Regions from separate parts of the Zea mays genome. Here region 2 is linked to region 1. The links are chromatin contacts, called in public Hi-C maps. All regions are on one chromosome and are shown on one strand. Each heading gives the region's core, a stretch centred on a gene start, on an enhancer-like site or on the middle of the called end of the contact. The rest is flanking DNA. Distances are from core to core; before and after follow the strand shown.

Region 1 (6,902 bases), core at 4,341-6,840:
GCATAAGATGGGGATTCACTTCTTTATTTTGGAGGAAGTGAGATGCTCCCTTTCTCTTGTGGTTCTTATGAAAAGAACTAATGTGCTTTTGTGGCTTGATGTGCAAGTCCAAAATGAATAGCAAAGAAAATCATAAGATTTGTGGACTTATGAGTATGTGTCTACATTAAGTTGTAGACTAACACTTTGTATTCATATATTTTGCTTGAAAGCAAATATATAAGCACATTAAAAAGGGAAGGGCAATGAGTATGACAAACTCTTTTGTCATTACACTATATGTGATATAGTGTTGTATGCCCAGGCATCTAATCTTGTACATGAAATCCCAATAGATGCATACTACTCATGAAAGCTAAGATATGAAGTGTACTTCAATCTTCCATCTGACATGATAACAGTGGTTAGTTGTGTAAATCGTGATTTGGAATAATCATGTAACAACACTTCTCTTCCTAAGAGAAGACCACTTTGTTAGATGATTTGCTTTTGAGTGCTATTTAAATGATGCATGAGATTTGGTATAATCTCATAATTGATGTTGTGATAGGTTCAACTCATGCGATGTGAGTTGAACACACTCATGTGATTTGAGTGTAAAAACTCATATGAATTTGAGTTAAACAAACTCGTCGATTGGAGTTGATCACTCATGTGATTTAAGTTGAACAAACTCATCGATTAGAGTTTAACCAACTCATCAAGGGAGTTAAAGACTCATTGATTTGAGTTGTGCAAACTTGTACAGGGATTCTTCCAATTGAGGAAGAAACATGCAATGTGGAGAATTGAGCCACAAACTCTATAAGTGGGGAAACAAAATATTCTCATATTCCTTTGGAAAGAGGAAATAATATTTTGACAATCGCTTCGCGCGATATCATGATATGTTAATATCTAGTCCCCTTTTGGTAATGGAAGTATCAAGGATGTGTTGATATATCCTATTTTATCTTACCAAATTATAGAGATATTCATAAAATTACTATCATGTGGAAACATAAGGTGATAGTGATGGATATTGCATATGTTTCTCAGAAACATTTCTTATGGACTGTATTCTACATACATCCTCCCATACAAAGTGTTGCATATGTTATAACTTTTCATGTGATGATACTTACCAGGCTGGGTAAGCCTGAATTGGTAATTCCATTATTGGGATGAAATGAAAAGTTATGGACAATTCTGTTGGTCATGTTTTTCCCATAAGATGGATACTTGATGAGTATCATTGGGAATGAGATTTTAAGTCCCTCTTATCTTAAAATCTGATCTGAATTGGTTAAGTTCTTTGAATTGTTTCAAAGGGACGAGTGTGGTCCATTACATAGATGGTATGGACATTGAAGGCTTAATATGGTTATTTGGTGCATCTATATGATGACCTGAAGTGTGTCCTTCGGACAACACATGACCATTAAGTAATAATGTCTCAAGCTTGAGCACATTAGCCTCCACACTACTGAATTTACCAAATGTGCTTACAATGATGATTGTTTGTCTTGGTATTCGGAATGATATCCATAAAGGATATGATGAATCTATGATAGATTCAAAAAATTTCAGATCATTAATGACCATCAGTAATGAATTGTCATTTCCAATTGGTTATGGTTGGAGTCAGGAAGCTTTTGCACGCTTCTGACTTGTGATTAACTGCATGTACTGCATGTACAAGTTCCCCTATGGTTTTTAGTACGTGGGAATCCATGAAAGATTTCCCATGCGTAAATTGGGTATGTTCCCAATCTCACCACCGCAGCGTACATGTATGGGCACACAGAAAGCTGGGGATCTATGTGAGAATTCATTCTCCGTCGATCATTAAGTTTTAGAATCTCTTCATGAGAATCTATTTACGGCCCGTACGCTTGCTTGAATCATGAGCTTTTCCAGGCATTAGGGGGAGTTTTCGAGTACCAAAATGAATGCCAGGAAATTATAATGAATGCAGTAAGCATTCAGGCTCAGGATCACGTACTAAAACTGAACCTTTGGGTTCGAATGATTTGCAAGAAGTTGCAAATTAACTGCCATATGCATTTACTATGAGGTGTCACTCAAATTAATCCTACGAGGAAGTGCCAGAAAGAGTGGTTACATGGAAAACCACTTAACTCCCTATTGCAACGTTGTTGTAAATAAGAGGGGGAGAAGTATGGTCACAAATTGGGATTAAGATGCTTGCAAGCAGCTGAAGGCTAGACCTTCTGAGATAGTAAATGCAGACCATCTATTCGTTGGTAACCAACCTAGTGTTGATGGACACCTAAAGGATATTGATTATCCTGTGAATGGAAGACATTCACAACCTAGCTCAGTGCGCACTGATGAGGCTAGGTTATCGGAAGCCCTTGATTCTCGTTTTGGGATTTCACGAGGAATCATAAGGGTACATAAAAAAAGACTTTATGTCAACTGGAGAATTGTGTTATTTAAAAGCTACAAGTGTCGACACATACATCTCAGCAATTGTATATGCACTCCAAGTGATCCAAAAGACTATGGCCATAGCAGAGCACGAGTATGCTCAAATTGGATCTTGTTGAGTGATACAATGTTGCAGAGATAGCCTTGCTCACCGGAAAGAAGTGTTGAATTATTTTCACTTCAAGGTATCTTACTGTGGATACAAGTTTGTTTTCATGGACTTGGAAACAATGAGGTGGTGAGAAAGCATGGCTAGTAGCAACTGGGTTTATACGCAAACCCAAGCATTATTTTAATGCTATAAATTCTCCTCTACTGTGAGTAGTTGAATTCCGATACAATAATATGGGCAGTAAATCATCTATCTATGCAGTTGATAGATGTAGTGACAACATGTGCATATGTGGTCACTGGATTATGGTATTTATGGAGTTTTGAAGGATTCCAAATACATAATCACCAATCACAAATTTGCAATGCTTGGAAAGTCTTTGTGACTTAGAGCATCCTGGTCAAATATGGTACATTTGACCTAGTGAATCCTTCCTTCTGAAAGGATACACAAAGTATGGTATGTTCAGTGTAAATATGTGCAACATATTTTAAACATACATTACTTATCGACGGAGTTCGAGATAGAGGATATGAATTGAAAGAGATTTTCAATTCAAACTAAACTATCTTGAGTATCTTGGATACAAAAATTGTCTATATCCAACATATATTGAAGAAATTCAATATGAGAGAATCATTGTTATTTGATTCTTTCCGATCATGAGATGTGCTATTGTATCTTGCAAGAGCATCCGGCCGGATATTGCTTTGCAAAGATTTGCTAGCTAACAGCACATGAGATCGAGTTATGATCTCCAGGTATACTCATGCTCTCCTTATGTTTGGATATACTGATCTTGGATATCTATAGAAGATCCCCAGTTACAAGATCAATGACATACTTCTGGTAAGTTGGACCTACTGTTTGATAAATGTTGATCAACAGAGATTAATGATCACTTACACTAATCATTCTATAGTACACTTTGTGGGATTGTACAGAATGATATACTACATACAGAGTGTATGTGGTGGTCATGATTTTATATCAGTGACCTTATTATCTATGAAGATAATATTACTTTGTATTGTTTAGATGAAAAACAAGTTACCAACTAAGTCTCTACCTTACTCCACATTTTAAATGTGTTTGTGAGTATGTATGGGATGACTTAGTGTTTTGTAAAGATCATGGGGAGTTTCCCTTTTGATCGGAAGAACTTGTATGTACATCATGTTGTACTCTTTTCTTTGCATGAGTTTTCCCCCTGTTTGGGTTTCTCATTCAAAGTTTTTAACGAGACAACATCAACACAAGGCCTATGTCGTATCATCTATTTTTCCCATAGAGGTTTTTTGAGGATGATACATTATGACATAGCTATTGTTGTATTTGAACTAGGATATGAGTTTATCTCATAAGAGTTTAAATGATCAACAATAGATCGTGACTATTCTCCTTATTTTTCCCATTGGGTTTTTAAGGAGACTCAGCTCATATGTTGATTTCCCAGATTTTCTGACACGATTATCTTGGAGAAATATTAGCCTGAGTTATATGTCTCATCATTTATTTTCCCCACTGGGGTTTTTGAGATGATGATTATAGACATATTATTGTTCTTTGGGCTAGAGGTCCATTGGAGAACAATATCGTACCATGGTTCAATTGAACCACCGACAATTATCTATAAGGATAATTGAGCTTGTGTTGTTCAGATGAAAACAGGTTATATGAGGAGCAACATATTGCTCCTAAATTGTTTTATCCCCATGAACGTCAGGAAAATGGAGATATAAACATCTTGCAAACAAAGTCTTGTGATAATCTTGCTGATCTATTCACAAAATCTCTACCATACTCAACGTTTTCAGAAATGTGTTGAGGTGATTGGTATGAGAAGACTTAAGTGCTTGCAAGATCAGGGGGAGTAATTCTCCGTGATATTCGACCTGTTTTGTACCATCATATTATATTATTTTCTTTGTATGAGTTTTGCCTTATTAAGGTTTTCTCATCCAAAGTTTTTAATGAGGTAATATCAACTAAGCTATATGCTTCATCATTGATTTTTCCCCACAGAGGTTTTTATGAATGATGATTACAAGCATATTTTCTTTTGGAATTCAAATAAGATTATTCTCATTATCCAAAAGACATTGTGTACTCCTTATTTTTTTCCACAGGGTTTTGAGGAGATGATACATTGGAAGACGACTTGCATGTGATCAAAGGGATTTGGGTTGATCAAGGGGAGTGTTGCGAAACATTCACATGTGATCAAACCCATCCGATGGGTTACTACCCAAGAGTCGCACCCCTTGGGGAGTACCCCTGCAGTCTGTATATAATCCAATGTTCCCCTGCAATAAAGACTTATCGCTGTCATTTGTCTCTCTCAGTCTCATTACCACTGAGTATACTTTAACAGTACTGAACAAGCTAGAATTGGGTATGCATGCATGTTGTGTCGTCTTTGAGATCCATGTATATGCCACGGTATGCGTGAGAAGCTAGATGAAATATTTTGCTTTTGTAAGCCCTTATTAGGTTTATGGTTCACAGTTGCATGCAATGGGAATAGTAGTCTTGTTAATTCTTGGGAATCACTGAGTGTTGGAACTCTCAAACGCTCAAGAACAGTGGTAGGAGGAAGAAGATGAATAGCAGCAGCAAAGACGACTGCACCCCCAGCCTTCTCGCACGATGACTCGCAGTTGCAGGGCACTCCGTCCGTCGTGCATGCAGCTGACTCGCCGGCACACGGCCGCTCGCACGTACGCGCACCTAGCGGCCTTTAACCAGCTCTCGAGGCATGCCTTGCCTACTGATGCAGCTCCTCGCAGCAAACGCACGAAGGCAGATGAACTGGGCTGCGTGCACCGTGCAGCTACCTCTTCCTCTTGCTAGCCAAGAAAGAACAAAGAACAAACGGGATTTTTAGCCAGAAGGTCAAGAGTTGTATGTATGTAGTACAGAGGAGACTAGAGGAGCTATCAGTTGTCTGCATCAACTACTGCTGCCCATGTTGTACCAGCCAAACAGTCCATCAATCACTGTTGAAGTCCAGTCGTTCAGTCACACGATGTGACTGAGACTGAGCACACGCAACCATAGCCCTTTTGTGACCTGCGTGCGTCATCCAGCGCTGCGTCATGCGTGTGTCTGTCATGATGTCATCGAGCGAAGAGACGATAGATAAGAAAGTCCCTGATCTACGTTTGCAGTTCAGAATACCTTATCGACATTACGGCTCCGCACTAGATTTTAGTGCATACCATACCCAATATGTTGGATATTAATTAACAAATTAAATATAGTTTAATTATAAAAAACTAATTATATAGACTAAATGATAAGATAAACTTATTAAACCTAATTAGTACATATGATACGATATCGTTAATCATGTATTAATTAGGCTTAATAAATTTATTTCTAACGTTTAGTTTTCAGCTATTTAATTAGTTTACAATTAAACTACATTTAATACTCGTGATAGTCATTCAAATATCCGATATAACACGAACTAAACATCTTCTTATTTGCTTATGAACAGTCTTCTTACTGCTTTATGTGCATCGGACAGTCTGGGTAATGGTCGGATCCAACGGTCGACTGTTATAGACCCCAACGATCGATTGACGTGGCAGGCAACGGACAATGAATGAATGAATGATGCCCTGTCCGGTGGGCACCAGACTGTCCGGTGCGCCCGTCGACAGAAAGCTGCTGCTTTCTGTCCAACAGCTAGAAATGGGGTTGGGGCCTATATATAAATACCCCCTAATCACCTCCATTCAGCACATCCAAGCCTTCCACTCTCACACATTCAATACAAGTGCAAAGAATCAATTCCAAGACACATTCAAAACTTGCAATCTCCTCGAGTGCCACAATTAAGACAAGCGATCAATAGTGATTAGTGACTTGAGAGAGTATGATTCGTGTTTCATTTGTTGCTCTTGTTGCTTGGCTTTTTAATCATGCTTTCTTCATCTCCTTCTAAACTCTCTAAGTGACTTGTAAAGCTAGCAAGAGACACCTAAGAGTGTGGTGATCCTTGCGGGGTCTTTGTGATCCTTGAGATTAAGAAGAAGCACTCAATCTATCTAAGTGATCGATTGAGAGAGGGAAAGGGTTGAAAAAGACTCGGCCTTCGTGGCCTCCTCAACGGGGAGTAGGTTCATTGGAACCGAAACTCAGAAAACAAATCGTCGTATTCATTTGTGTTGATCATTACTCTACGATTTGATTCTCTCTCTCCCTCTCTCTAAGTTCTCTTGCTCACAATCTTTTGAGTTAGCTCCCAAAGTCATCTGCATTGATTGAGCAACTCATTGCAAGAACTCTCTTCCGCACTCCGCATTCATTATAATTTGTTTCTAATCCTAACTCCGGGTAAAGTTCATGT
Region 2 (6,711 bases), core at 4,041-6,540, 66 kb after region 1:
TGCTTAGCTCACTAGATAATTTTTCGCACTTTTCTACTTCTAAAGCATAAGCATTTTTTACCTTAACATGCTTTTTGTTTTCTTTAATAAGAAAGTCCTCTTGAGAGTCCAAGAGATCATCCTTTTCATGGATAGCACTAATCAATTCATTTAATTTTTCCTTTTTTGCATGTTTAGGTTGGCAAAAAGGGTACGCAAATTATCCTCCTCATCACTAGCATTATCATCACTAGAGGACTCATATTTAGTGGAGGATTTGGATTTAACCTTCTTCTTTTTGCCGTCCTTTGCCATGAGGCACTTGTGGCTGACGTTGGGGAAGAGAAGGCCCTTGTTGATGGCGATGTTGGCGGCGTCCTCATCGGAGGAGGAGTCGGAGGAGCTCTCGTCCGAGTCCCACTCGCGGCATATATGGGCGTCGCCACCCTTCTTCTTGTAGTATTTCTTCTTCTCCTTTCTTCTCCCCTTCTTGTCGTCGCCCCTGTCACTATCACTAGATAATGAACATTTTGCGATAAAATGACCGGGCTTACCACATTTGTAGCACACTTTCTTGGAGCGGGGTTTGTAGTCCTTCCCCCTCTTTTGTTTGAGGATTTGGCGGAAGCTCTTGATGACGAGCGCCATTTCCTCATTGTCGAGCTTTGAGGCGTCCATTGGTTGTCTACTTGATGTAGACTCCTCCTCCTTCTCCTCTGTTGCCTTGAATGCAACCGATTGTGCTTCGGATGTGGAGGGATCATCTAGCTCATTGATTTTCTTTGAGCCCTTGATCATATACTCAAAGCTCACAAAATTCTCGATTACTTCCTCGGGAGTCATTAGTGTATATCTAGGATTGCCACGAATTAATTGGACTTGAGTAGGGTTAAGGAAAATAAGTGATCTTAGAATAACCTTAACCATTTCGTGGTCATCCCATTTCTTGCTCCCGAGGTTGCGCACTTGATTCACCAAGGTTTTGAGCCGGTTGTACATGTCTTGTGGCTCCTCCCCTTGGCGAAGACGGAAGCGACCAAGCTCCCCCTCGATCGTTTCCCGCTTGGTGATCTTGGTTAGCTCATCTCCTTCGTGCGCGGTCTTGAGAACGTCCCAAACTTCCTTGGCGCTCTTTAATCCTTGCACCTTGTTGTACTCCTCTCTACTTAGAGAGGCGAGGAGTATCGTTGTGGCTTGGGAGTTGAAGTGCTCGATTTGGGCCACTTAGTCCTCATCGTAATCCTCATCCCCTACGGATGGTACCTGTACACCAAACTCAACAACATCCCATATACTTTTGTGGAGTGAGGTTAGGTGAAACTGCATTAAATCACTCCACCTAGCATAATCTTCACCATCAAAGGTTGGTGGTTTGCCTAATGGGACGGAAAGTAAAGGCGTATGTTTAGGAATGCGAGGGTAGCGTAGGGGGATCTTACTAAACTTCTTGCGCTCATGGCGCTTAGAAGTTACGGAGGGCGCGTCGGAGCCGGAGGTGGAAGGTGATGAAGTATCAGTATCGTAGTAGACCACCTTCCTCATCTTCTTTTTCTTGTCGCCACTCCGATGCGACTTGTGGGATGAGGCTTTCTTCTCCTTCCCTTTCCCGTGGCTTGTAGTGGGCTTATCGCCGGTCTCCATCTCCTTCTTGGCGTGTTCTCCCGACATCACTTCGAGCGGTTAGGCTCTAATGAAGCACCGTGCTCTGATACCAATTGAAAGTCGCCTAGAGGGGGGTGAATAGGGCGAAACTGAAATTCACAAAATTAATCACAACTACAAGCCGAGTTAGCGTTAGAAATAGAAATGAGTCCGAGAGAGAGGGCGTAAAACAAATAGCAAGCGAATAAAGAGTGTGACACGTGGATTTGTTTTACCGAGGTTCGGTTCTTGCAAACCTACTCCCCGTTGAGGTGGTCACAAAGACCGGGTCTCTTTCAACCCTTTCCCTCTCTCAAACGGTCCCTCGGACCGAGTGAGCTTTTCTTCTCAATCACTTGGAACACAAAGTTCCCACAAGGATCACCACACGATTGGTGTCTCTTGCCTCAATTACAAGTGAGTTTGATCTCAAGAAAGAATGAGAAAGATAAGAAGCAATCCAAGCGCAAGAGCTCAAAAGAACACAACAAATCTCTCTCACTTAACACTAAAGCTTTTGTGGAATTGGGAGAGGATTTGATCACTTGGGTGTGTCTAGAATTGAATGCTAGAGCTCTTGTAAGTGGTTGGAAGTTGAGAAACTTGGATGACTTGAATGTGGGGTGGTTGGGGGTATTTATAACCCCAACCACCAAACTAGCCGTTTGGTGGAGGCTGCTGTCGCATGGCGCACCGGACAGTCCGGTGCGCCAGCCACGTCACCTGGCCGTTGGGTTCCGACCGTTGGAGCTCTGACGTGTGGGCCCGCCTGGCTGTCCGGTGGTGCACCGGACAAGTCCTGTAGATTGTCCGTTGTGCCACCCGCGCGTGCACTGCTCCTCTGCGCGCGCAGGCGCGCATTTAATGCGTTGCAGTCGACCGTTGGCGCCAAGTAGCCGTTGCTCCGCTAGCTCACCGGACAGTCCGGTGTGCACCGGACATGTCCTGTGAATTATAGCGGAGCGGATTCCCGAAGCTGGCGAGTTCAGAGTCGCTCTTCCCTGGAGCACCGGACACTGTTCGGTGGTGCATCGGACAGTCCGGTGAATTATAGCGAAGCGCCCCTGAGAATTCCCGAAAGTGAAGAGTTTGGCTTGAAGTCTCCTGGTGCACCGGACAGTCCGGTGCGCCAGACTAGGGCAGCCTTCGGTTATCCCTTTGCTCTCTTTGTTGAACCCCTTTTCTTGTTCTTTTTATTGGCTTAGTGTGAACCTTTGGCACCTGTATAACTTATAGACTAGAGCAAACTAGTTAGTCCAATTATTTGTGTTGGGCAATTCAACCACCAAAATCATTTAGGAAAATAGGTGTAAGCCTAATTCCCTTTCATGCGGCGTACGCTATGCTCATCATCACTCGCGCGTTACCGAGGAAGCAGCCGCGACATATCAATACTATATGCACTACGAACATTATGGCGCTCGAAGATCGCCCAAGCATTATAAGCATTAGTTACTTCCTTCCATTTTGCCCCTGGGCCCACATGTCGGGGCTCAGTATCCTTGTATGTGCCTCCCTTGAGCTATAAAAGGGAAGGCACACTACGTTACAACACAAGCTCGAAGCACACACACTCACTTAGACTCTCAGGGTCACAAGTTCATACAAGCCCTCAAGCTCAATACATCACACAGTGGAGTAGGGTATTACGCTCCGACGGCCTGAACCACTCTAAACCCTTGTGTGTTCTTGTGTTCTTCCCGATTCCATCTAGCAGGCAAAACGCTTAGGCCCCTCCTTATCTTAGGATTTAGGGCGGGTGCGTTCAGCCACCCGGCCGGAGAATTTTCTCTCCGACAGAAGCCTTGACTTATAATGAGGTTGAAATGAAGTTTATCTATATTATTCTGTATGTCGGTATTAAATCATTATTAATTAAATTTGTGATTTAAATAGTTTGTCAAAACAGTTCACTTGTTGAAATGTTTCTGTTGGGGGCCTCTTATGCTGAAGATCACTCCTTTACGAAGAAACGATCACTTGTCTAACATGTTGCTTTGGCATGAATAAATGTATTTCAGGAACATTTCTACTGGCGGACGAAGCTAACCTTCGACTAAAACAATATACAAAGATGCTTCGTCTGTGCGCAAGTAGCAAAGATGGCGGCCAAAGACAATAACTTCGGGCACGAGCCAGAGAGGAGGTTACCGAACAACAAAGGCTGAGACCTGCAAAGCCAAAGACAAAGAAAATATGTTATTGTCCTGATATCATTTGTAAACAGCTTATGTAGAACCTTGATGTGCATTATTGTAAATCTGTACAAATGCGATTCATCTCTTCTATAAATAGATGAACAATATCCTGTATAAAGTACATTTCTCAAGGGCCATAGCTTCATGTCGCTTAGCCTTTGAAGAACCTTCATGCCTTCCTCTGTACAGGAGCCAAAGGTATGCTTGTAAATTTATCTATTGTAATGGGAGACATAATGAAAATGTTAAGGCAAAGGAGATAAGTTCTCATACATCATTGCACTATGTTATTCCATTACATATCATTTTCATTTACATTCAGATATGAAGATCTCCGTCCTTCGCATTAACACTCTAAAAGAAGTGTCAAACTTAGAACCAAGGTCCCCATTTATACTTATGTTGCCTTGATTCTCAATGCCTTCAGGGGATTGAGATCAAGTAACCAACATTGACGTCCACTGTTTTATTGCTCTTTACATTACAAGTGTTGGATGCTTGCTTTGTGGGTGGAGAAAGTAGCAGCACTTTCACACTTCATTCAGGAATATTTCTTCTTTATAGTTTTAATTCAATTTGGTTAATCAATTTTGATGAGGATACGCTCAATCAATGGTGTGAATGTCACGGTCAATTTAGTTTTTGTTGCTCTTTTTTTGGGAGTTATGTGAATACTAGTGTGATAACTTCTTTGTTTAAAACATATGTATAGTTGCTTTTGTGATGACTGTTTACAAAGGAGATGTTGTCGAATTTTCTTTTCTTTCAGTTGTTTATCTATATAATTTAGTAGTATTCAGGAGTGTTACAACTTACAACTACTCACGACAAGGATCACGGGAATTTAAAATACATTAACATGAGGCTTAAAGGGCGCAATCTATCTTTGATTTGTTATTTGATCTACACTCTCAAGTTATTCAAATTCTTTTATTCATTTAACTTCCACAAAATAAAAAAAAGTTAGTCTCTTGTTTAACTGAATTACCACATAAACACTTAGAAGCAGTTCTTCTTTTATAAAATGTCAACTTATCTTTATCGTTAGTATTATTGTAGATATCGTTAGTATTATTGTAAAGAGTTGGAACATATTTGATTGAATATTACATTTAAATAAGATTTAACTATATACTCTCTCCGTTCATAAATATACGACACGTTAACTTTTTTAAATTGTTTTGACCACTCGTCTTATTCAAAGAATAATAAATTACCATTTATTTTTTTGTGATTTGTTTTATTAAGTAGTTTGTGCTTGACTTTAATTTTATATTTTTGAATAAATATGTTTTCGAAAAAAGGTCAATAGTATAATATATTTGTGAACGGAGTTAATATGTAAAAAGTCCGTACCATATCAAATTGTCGGTCAATATCGGCAGTCTTTGGTGTTGGATGAATCTGGGATCTCCCTACACCACAAACTCTATATATTGTCACCCCCGGGCCTTAATTTTAATTTTGTGGCACCGCCTTCCGACACCCAAGTCGAAGTCGAAGTCGAGTGCATGCGATCGACGTGCATCGTCGTTACTTATTACCTCTGATCCGATCCCTCCCGCGAAACCAAGCACGAGGTTCCCCTTGTTTCCCGTCACCAAATCGTGCCCATGCTTTCCTCGTCCGCCGAGGCCGCCGGCCCTGCGCGGCACGGCGAGATGAAGAAGAAGAAGCGCATGCGCCGCGGCCCGGTGGCCTCGCCGGGGCCCAGCGCCGTGACCGTGGCCGTGGCCTCGCAGGTACGGCTCAGTCACCTGCCAGATACGCACGTAGATCCATCTGCTATAGTCTGTACCTATGCATTGTTAATTCGTGCTCTGTTTCTCTCTGTGCTCAACAAGTGTTCGTTACATGGCCTCATGGGCGACCGCGCGCGTATCTTCCAATCAGGATGCAATTTTTTCATGCCATTATGCTATTATATGATCTGGGCAGTATATTATGCTGCGCTGGTTGCATTGAGGAGATACAAATAACTCCATATGTTAGCTGCATGTGCTGTTTGCTGCCAGTACCCTCTCGTGCATGCATTTACGTGATGGAAGTTTAGATCCGTTGTTTCTAATTCCAAATATCTGCCAGTACCATGTTTCTAACCTATCTATTTCCCTTCATCTTTTGTGGCTAGACATGTGGAAAGTGGCGTCCAGATGAATCACAGAGACCTGAAATCGATGATGCTCCCGTTTTCGCTCCGACAGAAGAGGTTTGTCTCTGTGCAAAGTTTTGCAATAAGTTATGCCTGATAAGATAGTATCCCCTCATTCTTTCCATTGATGTTTTAGGATTCGTGTAATCACAACTTTTAAAGTTTGTTCACCAGTATGTAAAAAAAAACTATCAGAAGGTTAACTAAGTTGGACACGCAAAAACTAGATAACTTGATGTTTCTTGCAAGAGCTATTATGATCTTGTTAATTTTCTAGCAGTAGTACATGAAGTAACATTATAGTTTCATTTGGATTATATATATTCTTTTTTCTAACAGGAATTTAAGGATCCAATCGGGTACATTGCTAGCATTCGGCCGCAAGCAGAAAGATATGGAATTTGCCGTATCATCCCACCATCTTCTTGGAGACCTCCATGTCCTCTGAAGGAGAAGAGTTTCTGGGAAACTGCCGAGTTCAATACTCGAGTTCAACAAGTTGACAAGCTTCAGAACAGGGAGCCCACAAAGAAAACAACACAGTCTCAAGTTCAGAGGAAAAGAAAGAGGAGAAAGAGGCTGAGGTTTGGTATGACACGCAGGCGTCCCGGTTCGAGCGTGGGCTCCGAAGAGAAGTTTGGCTTTCAATCTGGGTCTGATTTCACGCTAGCGGAGTTTCAGGAATATGCTAATGGGTTCAAGCAGGAATATTTTGGAATGAAAGGGAGTGATGAAATTTCC

What was found. A called contact is a pair of places that touch in the nucleus more often than the background predicts.
Region 2: a contact with region 1 is called in a Hi-C map of ear, with 1.5 times the contacts expected there. The contact joins the promoter of LOC100194382 here to the enhancer-like site in region 1. A contact is called at or near these places in 2 of 25 Hi-C or Micro-C datasets (ear and leaf).

What each region holds. Positions count from the first base shown.
Region 1 is chr7:1,548,866-1,555,767 of Zm-B73-REFERENCE-NAM-5.0, forward strand. No RefSeq gene overlaps it. Among protein-coding and RNA genes, the nearest start is that of LOC100194382, 68 kb to the right of the region's middle. Within about 2 kb of position 5,591, at least 10 of the 20 cell types and tissues checked have an H3K27ac peak or open chromatin away from gene starts, as enhancers often do. A contact at or near this core is called in ear and leaf, where this site is marked.
Region 2 is chr7:1,615,230-1,621,940 of Zm-B73-REFERENCE-NAM-5.0, forward strand. It overlaps LOC100194382, which reads left to right and starts at 5,291. Exons shown (of 7, transcript NM_001139415.1): 1 at 5,291-5,560; 2 at 5,950-6,027; 3 at 6,310-6,711. The coding sequence starts at 5,432.